Regions from separate parts of the Urocitellus parryii genome. Here region 2 is linked to region 1. The links are chromatin contacts, called in public Hi-C maps. All regions are on one chromosome and are shown on one strand. The core of a region is the stretch at or near the end of the contact, and the rest is flanking DNA. Distances in the headings are between cores, read along the strand shown.

Region 1 (6,106 bases), core at 1,748-4,247:
TTTTCCTCTCTCTAAAGGCCCTGGGAGGTGGACATAGGCACCATCGTGTGTACAATCGGGGAGACCGAGGCCAGAGAGATGCAGGCACCAGCCTGTGTTCATACCCAGCGCAGAGGTGGTGCCAGACCAGTCCAGCCCCTGGCTTCCAGGGACCTGCACTCTCCAGCAGCCCCACAAATTCCCCGAAGGAGGAAGATGGGGCAGCAAGGGCAGCAGGGCTGGACCAGGGCAGGCAGGGGGCGGTGGGGGGGGCGGGAGGACACCCACAGGAAGCGGCATTGTTCCTGGAGCCTGGAGCCGCCATTCAAAGAAACACAGGATGCCAAGTTCTCCCCCAACCATTGTGGCCAGGTGGTGGCAGCCGCTGCAGCCTGGCGCTCCTGGAAGGGTGGGGGAGGAGTGGACGGGCCAGAGGCCAGGCTCCTCACCCCAACTTCAGGACCCATCAGAGCATGGCCCCCATCGGCCAGCACCCCCACCCCACCCCACCCCACTGGCAGCTGAGGTTTCTTGCACAGTCTGTGCCTGAGATAGCAATGCCCGAACTTCTCTTCACCCCACCCCACCCCACTGGCAGCTGAGGTTTCTTGCACAGTCTGTGCCTGAGATAGCAATGCCCGAACTTCTCTTCCTGGGCAATTGTGACTCACTCTAGTTCAAATGGCACCTCCTCCAGGAAGCCTCCCCCCCAGTGTGGGCAGATGCCACTCAGCTCACACAGCCTCTCTGTGTCCCTCTGTCAGAAGGGTCTGAGTCATCCTGCACAGGCTGGGGAAGCGGGCTCTTTGCAGCACGTTCCATAGACCCCTGACCACAAGGTACCACAAGAGGGGCTCTGCTTGCCATGCGCATACGAGCTGACTCTGCGCAGACCCAGCCTCTCCTGGGTGAAGGGATCCTTCAAAAAGGACTTCAGAGACCAGTGGAGAGATGGGCTCCAACTCTGAGTGCCTAGGAGGCGCACCCATGCCTTCAGTTTGGGCCAGTTCTCCTTGACAATACTGCCTATGGAAAGGCAACGTTTCCTACAGTTCAGAGATGAAAAGACCAAGATCTGGCCCAAAAGTACCTAGCCCAGCTGAGACCCACACCTAAGACCCACACCAGAGACTATATATTCTCTGCTGGAGAAACCCCCAAATTCCAGCGTGAGAGGTGCTCAAACCTGGTGGCAGCCCAGAGCGGGTCAATGATGCCCAAGGTCACACAGTAGGAAGCCCAAGTGCTGGAGGGGATGCGCCTGGCTCAGGGATGGTGCCCCAAGAGGGCTGTCAGTCAGAGATGGGTGGGGCACAGGCCCCCTCATCGCCAGGCAACCTGAGTGGCCAGCGTGCTAGCGGCGGTTCCCATGGAGCGCATAGCTGCACACAAGAGGCCCGACGCCTTTCTCGGCTGGAGAAAGGGGCTTTGTTACCTTGCCCATGGGGCCGGCCCGAGAGCTGCCCGGCGCTGGGAATCCTAACGGCCCAGCCGCTAAACAAAACCCATGGCCCCCACTACCCCCTCCCGCCAGCCTGCTGAGCCCCTGGGAAAGGGACGCCTGATTCCCAGGAGGCTGCCATGGGGTTCCCAGGGCCTCTCCCCAGCCAAGACCAGACAGTACCCTGCCCCCTAGTTCCATAAGCTTACCACGGCCCTCCCCCCAACCCCACTCTACCCCCAAAGAGGACTCAGCCAAGCCAGAAAGCCCTGGTCTCTAGACTTGAACAGGGAGGAAAGGGTCATGGGGTCTTCTCTGAGTACCCACCTTCACATTACACATCCCAGAGCCTCCCCAATCGGGCATGTTCCCCTGCTGCCCCCCTTCAGGGCCCACACTCTGCCCCTTCCCTGCCCAACCCAACCGTCCTGCAGTAGCCTCTGGGGACATTTTCAAAATGGGGTGTGTCTTTTTGATGTGCAGGAGTCCATTCCCAATTGGAGGAACCAAGCCCAAGATTCTGGGCTTCAGGGTCTCCTGCACTATGGGGAGGGGTCTCCACACAAGACTCCCAAACCCAGGACTCTCCTTTTTCTAAGATGCACTCCCAAATCCCCCAGCCAGCAGTGATTGGACCCTACATGTAGCAAACTGGGATGAGAAGTGGTCTGGCCCTGTGCCCAGGGATCCTATGCTTTCTCTTCACCGCCAAGGTTAGAGCCTTACTCCTGGGGATTGGTCCCCGTCTAGGGTGGATGACACTCTAAGGCCTGAGCAGAATCTGCTTTGGGACGTTTGGGGGCAATCAACCAAATTAATTTGGCGTTTGTGGGACAAGCATCACAGGAAACCGACCCCAAGCACTGGAGACTGCTGTCGGGTGATGCAGCCATCCAGGGCTCTGGAGCTAGGCTGGAGTGGGCTCGGACATTTCCAGGGCTGTATGGAAGAGTGGTCTCCAGCTGACAAATTGGGTCGAAGGGGATGAATCTGTATCACCGGGCCCCAGATAGTTCCATGGCTGGGCAGGGATGCAGCCTAACCCCAATCGGATACCGTCACCGGCTGGAGGGACGACGACCCTGCCCCACTAAGCCACCGGGGCTCACCATCTCCTTGTGGCGAGAGATCCACGTCTCCAGGAGCAGGTCCAGGCGCGCGCGGTGAAACTTCCTAGTGGTCTTCACTGCGATGAAGACATCACGGGGCGCCAGCTGCTCGGCCGGGGGCCGCGCGTGGCCGTCGGCGGGGCGGGGTACGCTCCCGGACGACGGGCCAGCGTCTCTGCGCGCGCGGGTCAGCAGGTTGAAGTACTCGGACAGGCTGTGCACCTCGCGGGCTAGCGCTCCAGGAGCCGCTGCCGCCCCCAGCCCGGGCGCCGGGGCGGCCCCCGCCGGTCCCGCCAAGCTGCGCAGCGCGCGCCGACCGCGCTCGGCAGGCACCGGGGAAGGCGGCGGGTCGGCGGTGAGCACCAGGAGGCAGGCAAGCAGCGCACCCGCCAGCGCCAGCAGCAGGCGCCGGCCACAGCGCTTGAGCATGGTAGGGGCTGCGCCGTGCGCCCTCCCGTGCTCCCGCCGATGTCCCGATCCGGCGGCGCCGTCCAGCTACAAGCCACCCGCGCCCAGGGCTCTTAACCTCCCCGCCCGGCCCCGCCCCCGATCGCTCAGTGGCTCGAGCCTTGGGGGCGGGGCCTCGCGGCACTACCCCCCCTCCAGGGAGCGCCCACGTGGGCCCGCGGCAGGGGGCTGGGAACTGCTCGGCGGGCGCCGCGGCCCCGCCCCCTTGCGCACGTGCAAGCACACCCCTCAGGGTTGCCCCCACAGACTGCCCGAGGTGTGGGGCTAGGGGCCGACCCGGGCCGGATGCCCGGAAGGGGCACGCGGCCTGGCCCGCGCCTGCCGCACGGAAGTGCGCGCTCTTGGTGGTGGCCACGGTGCTGGGACACGGGTCCCGGCTCAGACACCCCGCAGGGGACTTTTTACTTCCTCGCGGTGCACTTCCCCTTTCGGAGCCGGGCTTCCTCCCCTTGGGACAGTGCAGGCCGAGCTAACCGAGGTCGTCGAGAGTGCTCGGCTCCGGGCAGCCGTTACTGACACCAAGCGGGAGCCTAGCCACCTGTGCCAACAGGTGAGAATGCGAGGTTCCATCGAGAAAGCACCCGTACCAAATCCGCCCCCAGCCCGGTGATCTCCTGGAGTCCGAGACCTACATGGGGTGGGTTGGTCCCCGAAATTCTCAGGCGCCCCGTGGCGAACAGAACTAAAGCCGCCCTTTCCCTCACGATGAAAGGCCGCCGTCTGTCCCATTTGGTCGCTCCGTGCTCACGCCAGATGTGACCCAGCTGTGCGCCCTTCCCGCCCCCCTTCACGGCCTCCACCCCCGGCCCTTCCCACGGGTCTGGGTCCGCCCCCTGCACGAGCGGGGGCGGCAGGAATGCGCGCCTGAAGCGACAGTGAGGGGATAGGGGCCCGGAAGTGGCCTAGGATCCCCTGGGAGCCGGAGAAGGGTCCGAGCCCCTGCCTGCAACATCTTCCGGCAGCGCAGCCGGAGGCGGCTCTCCGCTTGGTTGCGCCGGGGTCGCCTCCTAAGGGGGCCCTCTGCGCCCACCCAGGACCACCAGAGCTCCTCATTTTGCCTCATTTTGTTTATGGCCACAGCACTTACACTGGGCCTGAAATGTTATTTTTAGTTATTTCCATACCCGCTGGTGCCCCTCTCCCTGAATGTCAACCTCAAGGCAAGATAGCAGGGAACTCCTGAAATCCAAGGCTGGGACAGGTACTAGCTATAGCAGGGGCCTATGAAGATTTATTGAATAGATGTCCCACCCGTCTGCTCAACCCCGCAGAGAGGGCTGTGGCCCATTTGCTGTAAGGGCTTGGGGCCCTCTGTGCTGGGGTAGGAGGGGGATGGTGGTTCCCAGGCCTCTTCCTGCCTTCCCCAGGTAATTAGCAGTCACCACCTCGGGTAGGCAGATGCCCCAGCAGATGGTGTTGGCTGTGCCCAAGTGACAAGTCTCCCATGGCGTCACCTCCTACCATAAACCCCTCCCCCATCAGGCAGGGCCCACCCCCAGAGTCTCCTGGCAGCTGCAGAAGCTTGAGGATGGGCAAGAAGGAAAGGACCTACCTAGAGGCTGGGTGGGCTGCCCCCAAACAGCCCAGCCCAGCCCCAACCTTGGTCTCTACCCCAAGTTCTTCACCTCCAACCCCAACTCCTGTCAGTCTGCCTCACAACTATGTGGAGCGCTAACCTCCACCCAAGCATCTCTTCCCCGTACCATCTGACACCCTCCATTCCCATGGTCCCCTGGTCCCCAGCCTACCTGCTCTATTTATTCTTTCTACAGCAACCAGGCTACTCTGATTGGAAACTCCACCACCATCACACACAAGAAGATGAAAATCCTCCACGGCCCCCACTGTCTGCCAGTTGAAGTCCTGGCCTGGTATCCACACACCTTGTGACAGCCCTAGCCCAGTTTCTTGCTGCTCCCTTCAACCCTCTTCAGTCCCCAACAACCCAAGCATGCCAGGCTCTCACATCTTTACATGCACTGTGCCCTGTGCCTTGGAATTCAGGTTAAGGGCAAGGGTAGTTAGTGGGTACCAACTAGTCGCCGAGCGTTCTGCCAGCAGCCAGAGAGGAAGCAGCTGTGCCTCCCCACACCCACCTGTCCTGCAAATCCTGCAAGTGAGTCCATATCCTGTGGGCCCCCAGTCCAGAGGCTGGGACTCCCTCAAGTCCAGAGCCCCTCAGGCCCTCATGCTGCAGGCTCACCTTGGCTGCTGCGGCATAGTTGTCACTACACAGTCAGTAGGAGCCATGTGCCCATTGTACAGAAAGCAAGCTGGGACTCCAAGAAGGACTGCCACATTGTACAGAGAGCAGAACTGTGCAGAAGGGATGGGTCCAGCCTGGTGGGGACACATGCCTAGAGCTGGGCCAGGGGCTTCCTGTGGCTCCCTGCAGTCAGCTTTGGGGGTGGTCGGGAACTGTGGCTGTGGCTGCTTGTCTGAGAACAGCAGGACAAAGCCTGACGGCATTCTTGTGGGGGCTGCAGGCTTTGGCAAGAGTGATTCAATTTCTTTGCTGTCAGAAGAATGGAATTTCGTGGTGACTCCTTGAGGTCTGAAATCTGGAGGGGGTGGCCAGCGAGCCACCCCTGCCCCTTCCCCAGGACCAGCTCCAGCCGGAGGCACTCCCCTTCCCCAGACTCCAAGGCTCCCTCCAGGGACCCTCTGAGCAAACTGCCCCTGCAGGGAAGGGGGGTAAGGGATGCCATGTCCTCAGCCCAGGGAGCTGGGGGGGGGGGGCTGGAGAGGGAAGAGGTCTCCCAGAAAGCCCCTTGGGGGCCTCAGGATCCTAGGGAAAGGGGCTGGGGGAGGAGGCCACCTCAGGGCCCAGCTCAGGCAGGACATATGGACTTAGCCAGACTGCTTACCTTCCCATCCCAGGGGCCACCTCTTAGCCTCAAGACCTTGAACCTGTAACCTTGCTCTTCTGAGCCTCAGTTTCCCCACCCATAATGCAAGGAAGATATCATCGTTTGTTTTTTTTTCTTTTTGGTACCGGGGATTGAACTCAGGGGCATTTGACCACTGAGCCACATCCCCAGCCCTTTTTTGTATTTTATTTAGAGACAGGGTCTCACTGAGTTGCTTGGCCCCTTGATTTTTGCTGAGG
Region 2 (6,106 bases), core at 1,658-4,157, 160 kb after region 1:
AGGAGGCTGAGGCAGGAAGATTGCCAAATTCAAGGCCAGCCTTAGCACCTTAGGGAAGCTCTAAGCAACTCTGGAGATCCTGTCTGAAAAAATACACAGGAGGGCTAGGGATATAGCTCAATTAGTGCTTGCCTTGCATGCATAAGGCCCTGAGTTCAATCCCCAGCACCACAAAAAAATATAAAAATAAAAACGGATGTGGATGTTGCTCAGTGGTTAAGCAACCCTGGGTTCAATTCCTGATTTTTTTATACACACACACACACACATATATATACACACACATATATATATACACACACACACACATATGTTGCAACATAGATGACCCTCATACACCTCAGGCTAGATGGAAGAAGCAATGGGCTGCATCTCCAAGATTGCATTTAAATAAAATAGAGGCAGAAAGTGGACTGGTGGCTTTCAGTGGCAGGAAGGGGGGAAGAGGAATGGGGCCTTCTTTTGGGGTGAGGAAACCATTCTGTCACTGGATAGAGATGCTGGTAACACAGCCCTGAGGATGAATTAAACACCCTGGATGGCGTGCTTTGAATTGGTGAAATGTATGTGATGTGAACTCAGTTCTCAGAGTGAATCATCTACAGTGCACAGCGAGATGCTATGAGCCTGTGTGAAGCACAGGCCCTGCATCTGACATGTCCACTGTTCTCACTGATCTTGGGTCTACACCACCACATCTGCCCATGAGCATGCTGGGGGTGGTATCTCTGTCAGTTCTCTACCACTTCCTGACTTACTGCTATCAGGTGACAGTTGCACCTCTGACTGCACTATGCTGTTACCTCATGAGTTTCAGTAGAGTAACACTCAGTGTTCCCACATCCTTTGTAGCAAATCCGCATCCTTTCCTGCAAAACTTTTGACTCCCTCAATGTAACAGCAGTCTTGTGTTTTTAGCTTAGTTTTCTGCAACTTCAGTGCTGACTCACCCCGATCTCTTTGCCAGCCATTCACCCCACAGATGTTCTGTCCAATTGTCTTCTTCCTGACCTGCCAAATCAGGATAGGTACCCCCACCCCAGGGGACAGCTGTCAACAGGGATTGCCCACCACCAAGATCTGGGTCCTTCAGGCTTCAGCATAAACCACCTCTCCAGAGCCACATTTCATTCTTCATGGAAGACACCTTCCTAATGACAAATGAAAAAACCCACCCACTTTCCAATGACATACCCCAGATTTGGCATTTGTTCTTGCAGGTGGAAATCAAGGGCAAAAGCTTTGCTAACAGTGTGGTTAGCTTGGCTCTGAGTCTGTCTCTAAGGAGAAATCCCTAGCAATGGCAGTGAGCCGGCTGTGAAGGGGAATCTCTTGGGAGTCTGACTGCAGATCTAGACCTGGGCCTACTAAAACTGCTCTCCCAGCCTCTTCTGCTCACTCCGGCTGCTTCTCAAATAGGCCACACCTGGCTGCTTCAGGGCTCCAGCCTGCTGCCCACTCTGCCTAGTTTCTCCTGCCTCCCAGCCCTGCTCCAGTGTCTCACCAGAGGTCTTTACCACAGCCGTTCGGATGAAATTCCCAACATTATACACAATATTAATAAAAACAAACTTGGCGGGACCCTTGTCAGCCTCCACTTGACCCGTGGGTGGGAGCTACTATATAAGCATTTGTTAAGAGAATGAGTTACACGGGTAAATGTGCATGGCTGGGTGAGCTTCACAGCTACCCTGTGCCTCTGTGCCTCCCAACCTCACCTGGTCCCCCACTTTGTGGGCAATGACGGTGGCTCCTTCCTCCAACTCTGCTGCATTGAGTGGACGGATTCGAAGCGCCACCTGTGGGTAGGACAGGAGCAGTGCGTTCACGAGTCCCTCTAAGATTGCTCCTTCTTCTTCCTCAAACAGCAAGTTGCCCAGTCCAAACTCCCTCCTGTCCTCCTTTGATGTCCCACACAAACTCAGTGAAGCAGGAGGAGCCCTCCGGAGTCACTTTTTTCCCTTCTATTTTGTTTTTTTTTGTGTGTTGCTGGTGATGGAACCCAGGCCTCATGCAAGCAAAGCAAGGGCTCCACTACTGAGCCTTACCCGAGCCCCTGCCTAACTTAACACTGGCATGAAATTATTTATGTCTTGCAGCAACCCTTTGAGGAATACATGGTTATGTCACCCTTGTGGAACAGAAGAAGGTACTGAGGCACATAGAAGGGAAGTATTTGCCTAAGGTCACATAGCTATGGAGTGTGACCAGGCCCAAAGTGAGCACTCAGAAGAACCTACATAACTGGGCTATGGCTGTGGCTCAGTGCTAATGCACTTGCCTGGCATGTGTGAGGCACTGGGTTCGATTCTCAGCACCACAAATAAATAAATAAAATAAAGGTCTATCAAAAAAAAAAAAAAAAAAACAAAAAAAAAACACCTACTTCCCAAATGGAAGATGGCTGGAATTAGACTATATATGAACTGGGGCCAATATCACTGGTCTCTCTTTTACCAGCCCACACTTGGGGCCAGTCCCTGGTTTTAGTTCCCCCAAAGTCAGAAAAGCTGAGGTCAAGTCACTTAACAGATGGGTCTGGATAGGGACTATGTAGGGGTTGAGGAGCACAGTCCTGCCCCCATCTGAGTCCTGGTCCAGGTCCCAGTTCCCTGGGGAGGGAAGGTCACAGGGCAGGAGGTAAGGAGTCTGGAGACATGGTGAGGAGGGCATGGGGTCGCTAGGTCTCTGGCGGAGCAGAGGTGGGGCCCTGGACATGAGACAGCTGTTAAGCGATTGTCCCAGGGTAGTGGGTTCAGAGTGTAAGGGAAGTGAGAACTGGGAGGGTAGGGGACACAAAGGGTGAGAGAGGGGTGCTTACCATGAGCTGCTGGTCCTTGGGCTCCATCTCCCTCAAGGCTGGGCTACCCTGGGCTGGGGAAGGGCCAGCAACCTGGTGGGAAGGCATGCTGCAGAACAGGGTCTGGCCGTTATCCTGGCAGAAGCAAAGCCAGCTGCAGTCTAAGCTCAGCCCCGCCCTGCCCCATGACATCAGCTGGGTCCCAGGGGTGATGCTTAAGAAACTCTCCAAGACCAAGACAGGCGCACATGAGCCAGTAACTGGGAGTCAGCACAGGCTTCCTATCTGTGTACCACCTAATGCCATAGCAATCCCATGTCCATGGGTCTTACTGGTCTATGGTGAGCCTGCCCTGACAGGGCCTGCACCTGCTCTTTGTAGAGTTCCCCTCTCCCCACCCTGAAACAGGAGCCGTAGCCCACCTCAGTGGCTGCCTCAGTGCAGCAGATCATGGTCATCTTGGGGCTTTCCCACCCAAGGGACAACCAGCAACAGCTAAAGGAAATAACCACACTTTAAATGCCCTTTTCCACATGACTCTCTCTCCTCCCATTGTTCATCTGCACATCCAGGGCCTGATTAGAGGCTGCTCAGCTCGTATTCGTTGCTTATACGCTGTGCTCAACTTTTCCACTGTAGTCCCTGGGGAAGGCACTGCCTATGAACCTACCCAGTGCAGCAGACTGCACTTGTCAGGCCATGCAGGCAGCGGGGTTGCAGGAAGACCCAGCCCAAAGTCAGAGATGCGCTACAAACAGGACAGTGCCCTTGTGTGCTGATGAAGTCACACAAAGCCAGGGCCTGTGAAGCCCAAGTCTGAGCTCCCTCCAGGATCCCAACTAGAGCTGGGCAGTTGGCAGAGGTGAGCCCCAGCTAATCAATCCCTTAAGCTCACCAGGAGCTCTCAGGCCCTCCTGCTCCATAAACCACTGTGCTGCTTTTGGAAAACCACTGGATGGTTCATGCGAGGGCACAGTTCACACTTAGTCATTTTCCTCTCCTCTTCTTGGTATCCAGATACCCTCCCTTGAGGGAGGGAGAGCAACCCTTTAAAAGCTAAGTCTCCCAACCTCTGCCCTAGAAGTAAAAGCCCCAGCCTGATCAACAGAACAAAGCACTCTTTTTGCTTCATAGAGACAGGACCAAGACAAGGTTTCAAAGAGCCCAGGCCCACCCAACAGCCCCCAAGCAATGGGGACACCCCCTCCTCTGGCTCTGGGATGATCAGTTAACTTCCCCTAAAAATTGTCATCCTGGGAATTCCATCTCTACTTCAGAAGAGCCAGCACCAGTGTTTCAGAAATCCTTTTATTTATAAATCATGTAAAACAATTACAAATTAAAACAGTGAAAAAACTTTTAAAAGTTGTTAAAAACCTGTTAATGATAGAACAGTGTGCTGCCTTCTCATTGCCATGAAATTAGAAAAGAGCATTCTAGAGTTTGAAGCACTGAGAGTGAACAGGTATACTATAAAAATGGGTGCTGAGGGGCGAGACATGGCAGGACTATTAACAGTAACAGAATCTAGAGAAACCTGGAGAGGAAGTCTCACAAGAAAGGAAAGGTACAAAGCCCCTTCCATGCCCCAGGGAAACCCAGTCAGTCACCCCGGAGCCTCCATGACAGGCCAGATAAGCTTGGGGCACAGCCTCACTCCTGAGGACACTCAGCTAGGAGCTTGGGACCAGGCAGCAACCTCTCAGGGGCCAACTGAGTGTCTCAAGGGCAGTACTTGGCCTCTGTCCCTGCCTGTAGATCAGCCTATCCTGTCATCTCAAGCATGCCTTAGATTTGCAGATGTTGCATGGCTGTGGATCCTAGAAAGCCCCTCCCGTGTGTCCTGCTATTTTAGCACAACTTCAGGCTCTGTGAGATGCAGGGAAGGAGGTGGGAGAGAATGCAATATCACAAGGCACAGATGGGTGGCAAGACACTACAGAGAAAATGACTGAAGCCACAGGGATCTGTTCACTCCCTTCTCAATAGTAAAAGTAAATATTGTGACGACATCACAGTGGCTGAACTGATGCACTCAATACAAACTTTCTAACTCCAGAAAGACTAAAGGGTTCTCAGAAATGACATGCACTTTTTTTTTTTCCCATAGAATGAAGAAACTATTTTGGACCCACTGGACCAACTCATGGCCGGAAAGGCAGCAGAGTGGGTGGGAGGCTGAGTTCTCCGAGCTGCCATCAGGATCCCTGCAAGCCAAGTGTATGTGTGGAGTGACTGACTGCCAGTTCCCCTACGGGCTCCAGGCCTGGCTACAGACCCTTAGTCCTGGGAGAAGGGGAACAGAGGCACCAGAGTCAAGGCGCTTACCTACATGCAAAGAGGAGAAAAGACAGCGTTTTCATACAGGGTTGCTTTATTTCCACATTCAACCTGCTGAGAGAACCTGCCACACCTGCACCACGGAGTCCACGGCCATGGCACCTCTGAGCTAGGTGGGACATAGGCAGTATGCTGTCCCCCTGCCAGTCACCAGGACGCACCCAACACTGGCCCACGTAGAGAATAGTGAGTCCTTGAACTAAAACCCAGCTCAGCAGCAGGTGGAACCCCTGGAACACCACCGCAGGAGGAGAGGAGACGACAGGAGCACTGCTGCGAGTCTTGGTTGACAAATCCAGATGAGAAAAACCAAAGCAGTGCCTCGAAACCTCCCCACTGTGCACACCAGGGGTTTAAAGGCACAAAAAAGTGTCAGGATGGAAGAATCCCAGGTGCGTTCACAGCCCAGAGTGAGAGAGAGCACAGGTGCAGATTCAGAGTTGTGCAGGCTTTCTGCAAAAGGGTGGTCTCCGCTTCAGGGCACGATGTGGTGATGCTGCAACAAAGGGACAGGTGAACCACAGGAGGTGCCGCTGCCCTCCCGGCCGAGCAGGCCCCTTGGTAGCTCCCAGCGCAAACACCATCCTTTGAGTCCACGGCCCACTGCAGGTAGCCACAAAGCACCCAAGCACAAAGGAACTGTGTGGCTTAGTACTCCTGCCCCTAGACAGCCATGAAGTGAGGACAAGAGACAGCCACTAAGCAGTTCTGTCTCAGAAGTGACAATGACTGACATAGGGAGTCACAGCTGCTGTGCCCAACTCTTCTTCCTGTGGGCACCCTGAGGCTGTTCACTAGCAAAGCCCTCCAGAGATGGTCAGGCTGGACTTCTGTCTCTTCCCATCAATCTCATTCATAATCCAAGGTGTCTCATGACATCTTCTCCAACTGACAGGTGTTCTGTCAGGTCCCTAGAGCAGCTCTGAACTTGCTCTTCACATTCCACACACACAGTCTTGGCTGACC

Evidence for each region. Hi-C and Micro-C count contacts between places; a contact is called where the count stands out from the background.
Region 2: a Hi-C map of liver shows a contact between it and region 1, with 4 times the contacts expected there. The contact joins the promoter of Kif19 here to the promoter of Lfng in region 1. A contact is called at or near these places in 2 of 2 Hi-C or Micro-C datasets (liver and muscle).

Annotation. Positions count from the first base shown.
Region 1 is chr9:37,208,633-37,214,738 of mUroPar1.hap1, forward strand. Lfng (LFNG O-fucosylpeptide 3-beta-N-acetylglucosaminyltransferase) reads right to left here and starts at 2,998. Exons shown (of 8, transcript XM_026405706.1): 1 at 2,530-2,998. The coding sequence starts at 2,958.
Region 2 is chr9:37,365,935-37,372,040 of mUroPar1.hap1, forward strand. Kif19 (kinesin family member 19) reads right to left here and starts at 2,908. Exons shown (of 20, transcript XM_077802852.1): 1 at 2,822-2,908; 2 at 1,719-1,799. The coding sequence starts at 2,908. It overlaps Eif3b (eukaryotic translation initiation factor 3 subunit B), which reads right to left. Exons shown (of 19, transcript XM_026405668.2): 19 at 4,198-5,636.